Linked DNA regions of Mus musculus: all the other regions are linked to region 1. The links are chromatin contacts, called in public Hi-C and HiCAR-type maps. All regions are on one chromosome and are shown on one strand. The core of a region is the stretch at or near the end of the contact, and the rest is flanking DNA. Distances in the headings are between cores, read along the strand shown. Region 1 has its middle 45 kb from the start of Gm35201. Region 2 has its middle 100 kb from the start of Lyplal1. Region 3 has its middle 60 kb from the start of Gm35341.

Region 1 (2,584 bases), core at 32-2,531:
CATTGTTCAACTGGATCACCAGTCTACAGAGAAAGCAGCTCTGTGACCAGGCTGAACTGGCTGACTAAGGAGCAGAGATATGAAGCTATTCCAGGGGCAGAGAGAGAGAGAGAGAGAGAGAGAGAGAGAGAGAGAGAGAGAGAGAGAGAGAGAACTATGTAAAAGTAAAAGCAAAGGAAAGTGGGGGGAGGAGCGGGGAGGGTTCGGCAGCCAACAGCTTCGATGGAGAAAGCTAAGTTCAGAACCAGTCATCCAGATTGGTCTGCGGCTGCTCACAAGAACAGTAAGGTTTTCCTTCCTTCTCTCTGAGTGGGAACAGTGTCAAGACAGGCATTTGTACATGATCGTTGCAAAGGGCAAGCAGAATAGCTCAGTGGGTAAAGAGCTTGCCAGGCAAACGTGAGGACCAGAGTTCAGATCCCCAACCCCTTAGTAGAAAAGTCAGGTGTGGTGTCATTCTCTGCCCTGAGGAGCAGATCTAGGCAGGTGCCTGGGGCTTATAGACCATTTAGACTCATTGGTGAATTCCAGCGCCCATCGAGGAGGGAATTTGTCTCACAAATCAGAGTGAAGGATGCCTCGCCACCTCCCAGTGCGGAAACATGTTGCCACGTTATACAAACCGTCCCTTTCTCTGCCTGTCCATGTGGTTCATCTGCCCTGTGCATCTCAGAACAAAGAAAAAAAAATCTTGCAGGCTGGTTGTAAAGGTTTTGTTCACAGAGGCTGGCCCCAGGGCTAAATGGGTGAGTCCTGCCAGCCACCAAACCTAGCCTGTATACCTGTATACACGTGCAGCATTTCTCTAAGCAAACTGTTTCCTTAATATGGTAAAATCTGCGGCAGCCAAGGGGAAAAACCTGTGATCTCAGAACCCAAAACTGATGACGGAGTCACAGCCCCATATTCCTGAAAAGCACTCAGGCTTTCTTTCTGATCAAACCAGAAGCAAGCAGGAGAGCTGGGGGATGGGGGCGTGCTGTTCACCGCTCACTCTCAACAAACTCTTTCTCCCGTGAGGCAGAGAGCACAGTGGTTTAATTCACAGCTTCTGGGGCTTTTAAAAAATACTAAACCATTCAAAAGTTTTCTATACTAACCAGCGTATCTAAAGATCCACAGGGATAAATAAACGCGGTGAGCTGGCAGGGGCCTTCGGTGGCATAATGACTGCTGGTTATAAACAGTAAACAAGATATAATCAGCAAGCACAGACGACTGCCCAGTCACGCGGGGCATAAATCATTAGCCGAATGACTTCAGCAGCACTGTCTCCGAAGCAAAATTAAGCCGACGGTTCCCCCTGTGGCAATAATGAAGTACTGTAATGCTGGCATAAATAAATAAGTAACCCAGAGAAGAAGGCTTTGTTGTGCCTTGGAAATGATCGAAGGTTAACGTCTCATAAATAACTGTGTAGCGCAGCTCTCATCTCGGGGAAGCCCTTTGCAGGGGTCAGGAGTTAGGGAGGACGTTGTTGTCTACTCCTGTAGACATGGAGATAGGCACGGTGCCTGCTCCCACAGTCCCTGCAGCTAGCGTGTGCTGTAGGTAGGGCATGGAGTCGCTGACATATTACCAATCTCAAAATGACAAATTTCTCTCTACTGTAAAGGCAGATATCATTCACTGATTCAGAAAGAGCCAAAGAAATGCTAAGCAGAACACAGGACAGAGAGAGGACAAACCTCTAGCTGGCCAGGGGCTCTCAAGCTAGATTGCCAACGACCTGAAAGGGAAAAATTTTCAATTCTGACTTTGGCCACAGGACCCAGCCATATGTCTTCCACATTCATTTTGCTGAGTGCCAAAGTTCATTTAAAAAAAAAAAAAAAAAGAAAGAAAGAAAGAAAAAAAGAACTGGCTAATCACTTGTTCCTCTTGGATAAGTGAACTTGGCTATGGGACGTGATCACACAAAAAGACTCCAGGGAACATCTTGATCCCTGGCTGTGCTGACTCAATATCTTGTATTTCTCACTCCAATTTCTTTATCTGTTTTACGAAGTCAATATAGCTTTATCACCATCTCTGAAAAGGAGAGATCTGGGCGAACTGCTGTGAGCTCGCTGACTTGTAAACACAGCCACATTTGTATCTTTTCACAGTGCTGGGCTTTATTAAATAACAATCAGCTAGGTTGGTTTTATTGGCAACATTTGTCAAGGAGTCCCAAAGTCTCCAGGTAGCTGGCTGAAGAAATAGGTTCTTTTATTCTAAGCTCAGATCACACATTACAACAGCAATTATACCACACACACACACTACACAGTAAATATATCAATACTATATAGACATAAAACTTATGTTAGGTTACACATGGCTACCACTGCAGAATTCTACACTGTACAAATAGCAAACAGAGAGAACAGTTAAAACAGACTGTGTCACCAGTGAAGGCAAATCAAGCTGAAGACCCTGGGATGCTGGAATGTTCCCTGCCTGTTGTCCCTTTAAAGCACACACAAGGTATCAGGTGACAGATCAGCAGAGTCACCACTGTACATGGCAGTATTATATGTTCCAGGTGAGGAAGTTTCCTCTTTCCTAAGGCTGGGTGCTTTCCTGATATGATTGAAATAAG
Region 2 (2,584 bases), core at 51-2,550, 170 kb after region 1:
AAGGTCTCCTGAATGGAGAAATAGCACACAGTCACGAAGAGCCTAGCTTGCAAATGGCTGTTGTGGCTTTTCATTGGCATTGATTGGACTGTTTGAAGACTTTAGTTTCCATCATCAATGGAATCTAGTGATTTTCACTAATGGATTTATGAAAGCGACTTCAATATGTCAGGATGGCATTTCTGAAATCCTCAGGAAGGAATGGAGAAGGTAGAAGGAACTCGTATTGCTCATGGTCATTATAGTAAACTTTTACCTGGTGCTAACAAAATGCAGAGCCAAATAATGCACATAGGATCATGACAAATGCCTCTAACCACTCAATGAATGCCATTTTAGAGTTGGGGACACTGAGGCTTGGAGAGGTAAACATAACAAACAGATGGGGGCAGGGCTACATAAAGAAGATATGAAGATTTAAATTCAACCCTGCCACTAAAATAGCCAAATCATTCCATTATGTACCCTGCTCATGAATGTGTCATGCGTTTGAACAACAGGACCACAGCAAATGGAACAACCAAGCCATTTAGCTACAAAGGGAATAAAAACATATTGATGTATGAACTATCTCCCTTCTGTATATTCTTCCTTCCTGTCTCCCCCCACTAATTCTCAAGGGAAACAAATGAGGGGGCATCATTTCAAAAATCCCAAACATCCTTCTACATCTTCATGCTCTAGGTATCCACAAGGCGTTTCAGAAGAGAGGATTTCAAAGATGCTTAAGGTGCTGCAGCCTGGGCTTTGTACAGAGGCAGGAAACACATCCTTGAGGTCACTTTCTTCTAAACTGATGTATTCTTTCCAGAGTGATAATAATCTTTTTTTGAAATGCAGGTCTAAGATGGAAGGAATTTTTATCTGGAAGAGTAATATAAATTAGCTTTGACTGCCAGTTTCCACTGATTACTACTTTCCAGGCGGAATTCCTACAAATTCTTGAGGCATGACCTCTAGTGAAAAAATAAAACCCCTTTAAAAACTTGTTGAGAAATTCCAGATAACTTTCACAAGAGACTTAATTTTAGAGCATTAGCACAACCTTGGTTGGGAAGATAAAGCTGCAGTGCAGTTATTTGGTAAAAGTCATTACTTCATGATGAAGTCATTGGAGACTATTTTACTCTGCTTATCTGCCTCTCTCTCTCTCTCTCTCTCTCTCTCTCTCTCTCTCTCTCTCTCTCTCTTTTAAACTTGGGTCCTTTCCCCTAAAACTGATTTTATTATGCATTACTCAATGCACTCTGGATTCACCCTATAAAAGTATAAAGTGTTTCAACAGATAGCCAGTTGGAGGTTATCTGAGCCTGAACCTACCAGGGTGAGCAAACACGATTGTAAGCTATCACATCTCTGTAATATGTATCGTGCATGATCACATGCATTTGGCCTTGGAAAGCACAAAAGAAGCTTAAACAATATTGCATAATTTCAAATGGCTAGAAAAGCAGATTATGAATGTCCTCAGCACAAAGACATGATAGCTGTTTGAGATGATGGATAGCCTAAATACCCTGATCTGATCACTATGTCATGTACAAATGTACAGAAATATAATACTGAACCCCATAAAGGGGCATGATATCTGTCAATCAAAGACACTGTTTAATGGGGCAGAAGCATGGGCTCAGCAGTTAAGAAAACATCCGCTACTTGCAGAGAATCCAAGTTTGGATTGCAGCCCCATGTGGTGCCTCACAACCCAATACAGGGGAACTGATGCCATCTTCTGGCCTCCACAGGCACCAGCTACTCTGGTAGTGCACACATATACATTCAGGCAAAGCACTCACACATAAAGTAGAAATAAAGTGTTCAAAATAATTTCTTAAAAATATCATCTAGAAAGCAACAAATGAGAAGGAACTGGCTCACAGAGGCTCCTGTGTAGCCATTTAGGGAAGGCATTTAGGCATAGCAAAGTGAAAACATGTATACTAGAATTTTTAGAAGGCTTTATAGACCATGGTGTGGTCCTGTATCCCCCCCCCCCCTCATTGGACAGATGGGGAAAGTTGGAGTCAGAAAACTGAGGTGATTCGTCCAAGAACTCATGACTTAAACAGTGCGGTGGCTGTGGTTCTCATCCAGGAATGTCTGACTGTACTGTTGGTTCTCCTCCCACTGCAGAGAGTCACTGTTCCTTGAGCTGCCTGAGATGGAAGAACACAGAGACTTCAGCCACAGGGGCGAAAACTATCAGGGTTCAGAGTGGAGCCAAGACAGAACGCTGTTACTGCCCACTACTTTTTCTGAAACTTTAACTTTCTTGAAGCTGACTTTTAAAAATCAAATTTCCTTGACTATATCTGAATATGTTAAGAAAAGCTATCATGAATTATTTTCTTTAGGGGCATTTATATGGATTTTGAAGTATTTTGTTGTTGCAAAAAGGTATCTGATATAAAGACTAGGGGAAGGAAGGCTTTGCTCTGGCTTACAGTCCAATGGTCTGTCATGGTGGGGCTGCCATGGGCAGGATGGAATGGGCACACTGCTTCTACAGTCTGGGAGCAGAGCACTGTGAATTCATCCTTAGCTGGCTTTCTCCATCTAATGCAAGGCAGGTCCCTAGCGTGTG
Region 3 (2,584 bases), core at 29-2,528, 170 kb before region 1:
GTTTAGAGAGCATACTTTCCCCCCAGCCTTCAGTGGTCACTCCCACAGTGATGGTCTCTGACTCCTCTAGCAATGATCTTATCATGGCTGCAAGTTTATGTTTCTTTTGTCGCCAGCAGAGCTTCCTGTAGGTGACCCAAGTTCACCTGGACCAACAGAATTCATCACGACACTTTCCCACTTCAAAGACTGAAAGAAATTCTATCACTCAGCTGCTTCATTACTGCTTATTTTATTTTATTTTTATTACTGGAGCCTGTTCATTCTGCTTCTGAGATTTCTAAGAAATTAACCCCTTTCTACTCTCCTTGGTCTGATTTGAATCTGGGTAATCAAAATGCCAGTCCCTCCCCTGAGCTTCCACACGATTCAAAACCCATTTATCATGCAGTGACTACTAGCTTCATCTTAAGAGTCTCTTAGTAAAGGTATTCTGGGAACAAAATGTCCCTGTTCTCCGCATCCTTCCCTGATTTCCCTTCCCAGCCCAGCAATAGCATCCACAGGTTTTCTGTGACACCCTCTGGATGGAGATTACTTGGTCCTACTTGCCTTTGGAATAGCTCTGATTACACTCTTAGGGGTGGGGATTTAAGAGGCAGCATTTCTGCAAGCATATGCAACAGTCTTCCAGCAGAAAATTTCCCCAGCTGATAGTAAAGGGTTGCTCTGTGCTGGAGTTTCGAGTTCACTATTTTCAGTGACACAAGGGGCATCTCAGGGGGTTGGCCACTGACTAGCAAAGGATTATAAAACCCATGCAGAGAGCATTCCTTTAAAGCAAGGTAAATCCAGCACCTATGTCCCGGGGATAAACAGACAGCATGACTCACCTTACAACGCCAAGTTAGAAACACTCATCTCTGAGTGGGATGAGAGTTTCTGTGAGAATAATCAAAACACATTTGGAAAACACCATTGCACAAACTTGGTGTCATGATGACTTTATAATTCTTTCTAGCTATAAACTATTTAACGTTCTTCAATAAAAGATCGGAAAGGACCAAAGAACATGTAATTTTCTTTGGAAAAAAAAATCCCTGGCTTAAACACAGTGAAAAGGTTTGTGTGGGTTCAAAAGGGGCGACATAGACACTATTTTTGCTATCATTGGCTTGCTTTCAACATTGGTGTCCAAAACAAATGAATCTGCATGGAAGTAGTTAGGGGCTGAGGCAAACTAAGCCAATTCTTTTAAAGATACTATTGCTGCGCTATCCTCCCCCATTTCAAATCTGTGCTGGAAGATAGAATCCACTTCAGCTCAATGAGTCACTTCAACATCCTTGCCAGGACAATTAAACTTCCAGTATAAAACATGACCCAAAGCCTGCCCTCCACCACACCATTCCACTTCAACCTCCCCCCACCCCACAGGGTCAGCGCTTGACATTCAAGAGCTTACAATTTCAACTGCTTAGCCAATGTAACCAACTTAATGCTTTTACAAATGATTTGCACCCTTCAGCACATTGGGTGATATAGAAAACGTGGTGTCAGTTCCTCCGCCTGTCTGAGCAACATTACACATTCCTCTTGTCCGTGGTGGAGGCAGTCTTTGCAGGATGAGGAAAGACAAGAAGCCAGCTCTCCATCTACTACTCTTTCTTCCTGAACTGACCCTCGAGGGAAGGACGAAGGGAGGAAGAATTTCAGTAACCACGGCCAAGAAAAAGATGTATAGCTCGGGCAGCCCTGTCACAGACGGTCGCATGAAGTCTTGGGGATTAAACTTCTTGAACTACCAGTTACTGAAGCAGTTAATACATCTTGCAAATTTGCGGTTGCCTTATTGCTAACAGCTGAGACGCCTTCCTTCCTCCGCTCGGTCACTATTGATGTCTTGCCATATTTTGAATATAATCCCCTCAACAGCATTACCTCATTTTTTTACTCCACTCTTGCAGATTAGCTCATCTAAGTTATGTTCTATGGTGTGGTGTATTGGTGGTGTGTGTTAACTGTGTCTTAATTTTTCATTCTTAAAAGCATCTCTGGTCATAAAAGTTGCTTCCTGAGTATCTATATCTCTCTATCTCTCTATCTCTCTGTCTCTCTATCTCTCTATCTACCTATCTATCCATCCATCCATCCATCCATCCATCCATCTATCTATCTATCTATCTATCTATCTATCTATCTATCTATCTATCTATCTTGACACCGCATGCTCCACCTGTGCATGAGGCATCTCACTCTTCCTTGATGTTTATAGCAGGGTGGCTAATGTGTAAAAAGAGGTGTTTTTGTATTGCTTTCCTTTTCAATTGTTTGTGAAGCTCACTCTCTTAGTAGGGATATTAATTTAGTGTAATTGTGATGGAGATTCCCATGGTTCTTCATTCAAAAGCAGCTTTTTATTTGTTGAAGATATTAGTTTTGTTTTTGTTGGTTTTTTTGTTTGTTTGTTTTGCATATACTTAAAAGAAATACACAGTCTACGCTTCCTGAGACTCAGAATTCAGTATTAAAGACGATCAAACTCAATCTAAATAAAATAACCCAAAGCATAGTGGAGCTCTATTATCCCCTGTTCTGCATCCTGATGTACCCGGCAGTTTCATTGCAAATTTAATGAAGTCTG

What was found. Hi-C and Micro-C count contacts between places; a contact is called where the count stands out from the background. HiCAR-type assays count read pairs that join an accessible place to other places.
Region 2: a HiCAR-type map of fibro-adipogenic progenitors shows a contact between it and region 1, with 3 times the contacts expected there. The contact joins two enhancer-like sites. A contact is called at or near these places in 3 of 484 Hi-C or Micro-C datasets (embryonic fibroblasts, nephron progenitors and uterus) and 1 of 115 datasets of contacts at active chromatin or transcription factors (fibro-adipogenic progenitors).
Region 3: a Hi-C map of uterus shows a contact between it and region 1, with 2.7 times the contacts expected there. The contact joins two enhancer-like sites. A contact is called at or near these places in 9 of 484 Hi-C or Micro-C datasets (the N1E-115 cell line, embryonic stem cells, nephron progenitors and 1 more) and 1 of 115 datasets of contacts at active chromatin or transcription factors (fibro-adipogenic progenitors).

The regions. Positions count from the first base shown.
Region 1 is chr1:186,181,493-186,184,076 of GRCm38.p6, reverse strand. No RefSeq gene overlaps it. Among named protein-coding and RNA genes, the nearest start is that of Gm35201, 45 kb to the right of the region's middle. Within about 2 kb of position 1,281, at least 99 of the 459 cell types and tissues checked have an H3K27ac peak or open chromatin away from gene starts, as enhancers often do. A contact at or near this core is called in fibro-adipogenic progenitors and uterus, where this site is marked.
Region 2 is chr1:186,012,762-186,015,345 of GRCm38.p6, reverse strand. No RefSeq gene overlaps it. Among named protein-coding and RNA genes, the nearest start is that of Lyplal1, 100 kb to the left of the region's middle. Within about 2 kb of position 1,300, at least 11 of the 459 cell types and tissues checked have an H3K27ac peak or open chromatin away from gene starts, as enhancers often do. A contact at or near this core is called in fibro-adipogenic progenitors, where this site is marked.
Region 3 is chr1:186,346,540-186,349,123 of GRCm38.p6, reverse strand. No RefSeq gene overlaps it. Among named protein-coding and RNA genes, the nearest start is that of Gm35341, 60 kb to the left of the region's middle. Within about 2 kb of position 1,278, at least 19 of the 459 cell types and tissues checked have an H3K27ac peak or open chromatin away from gene starts, as enhancers often do. A contact at or near this core is called in uterus, where this site is marked.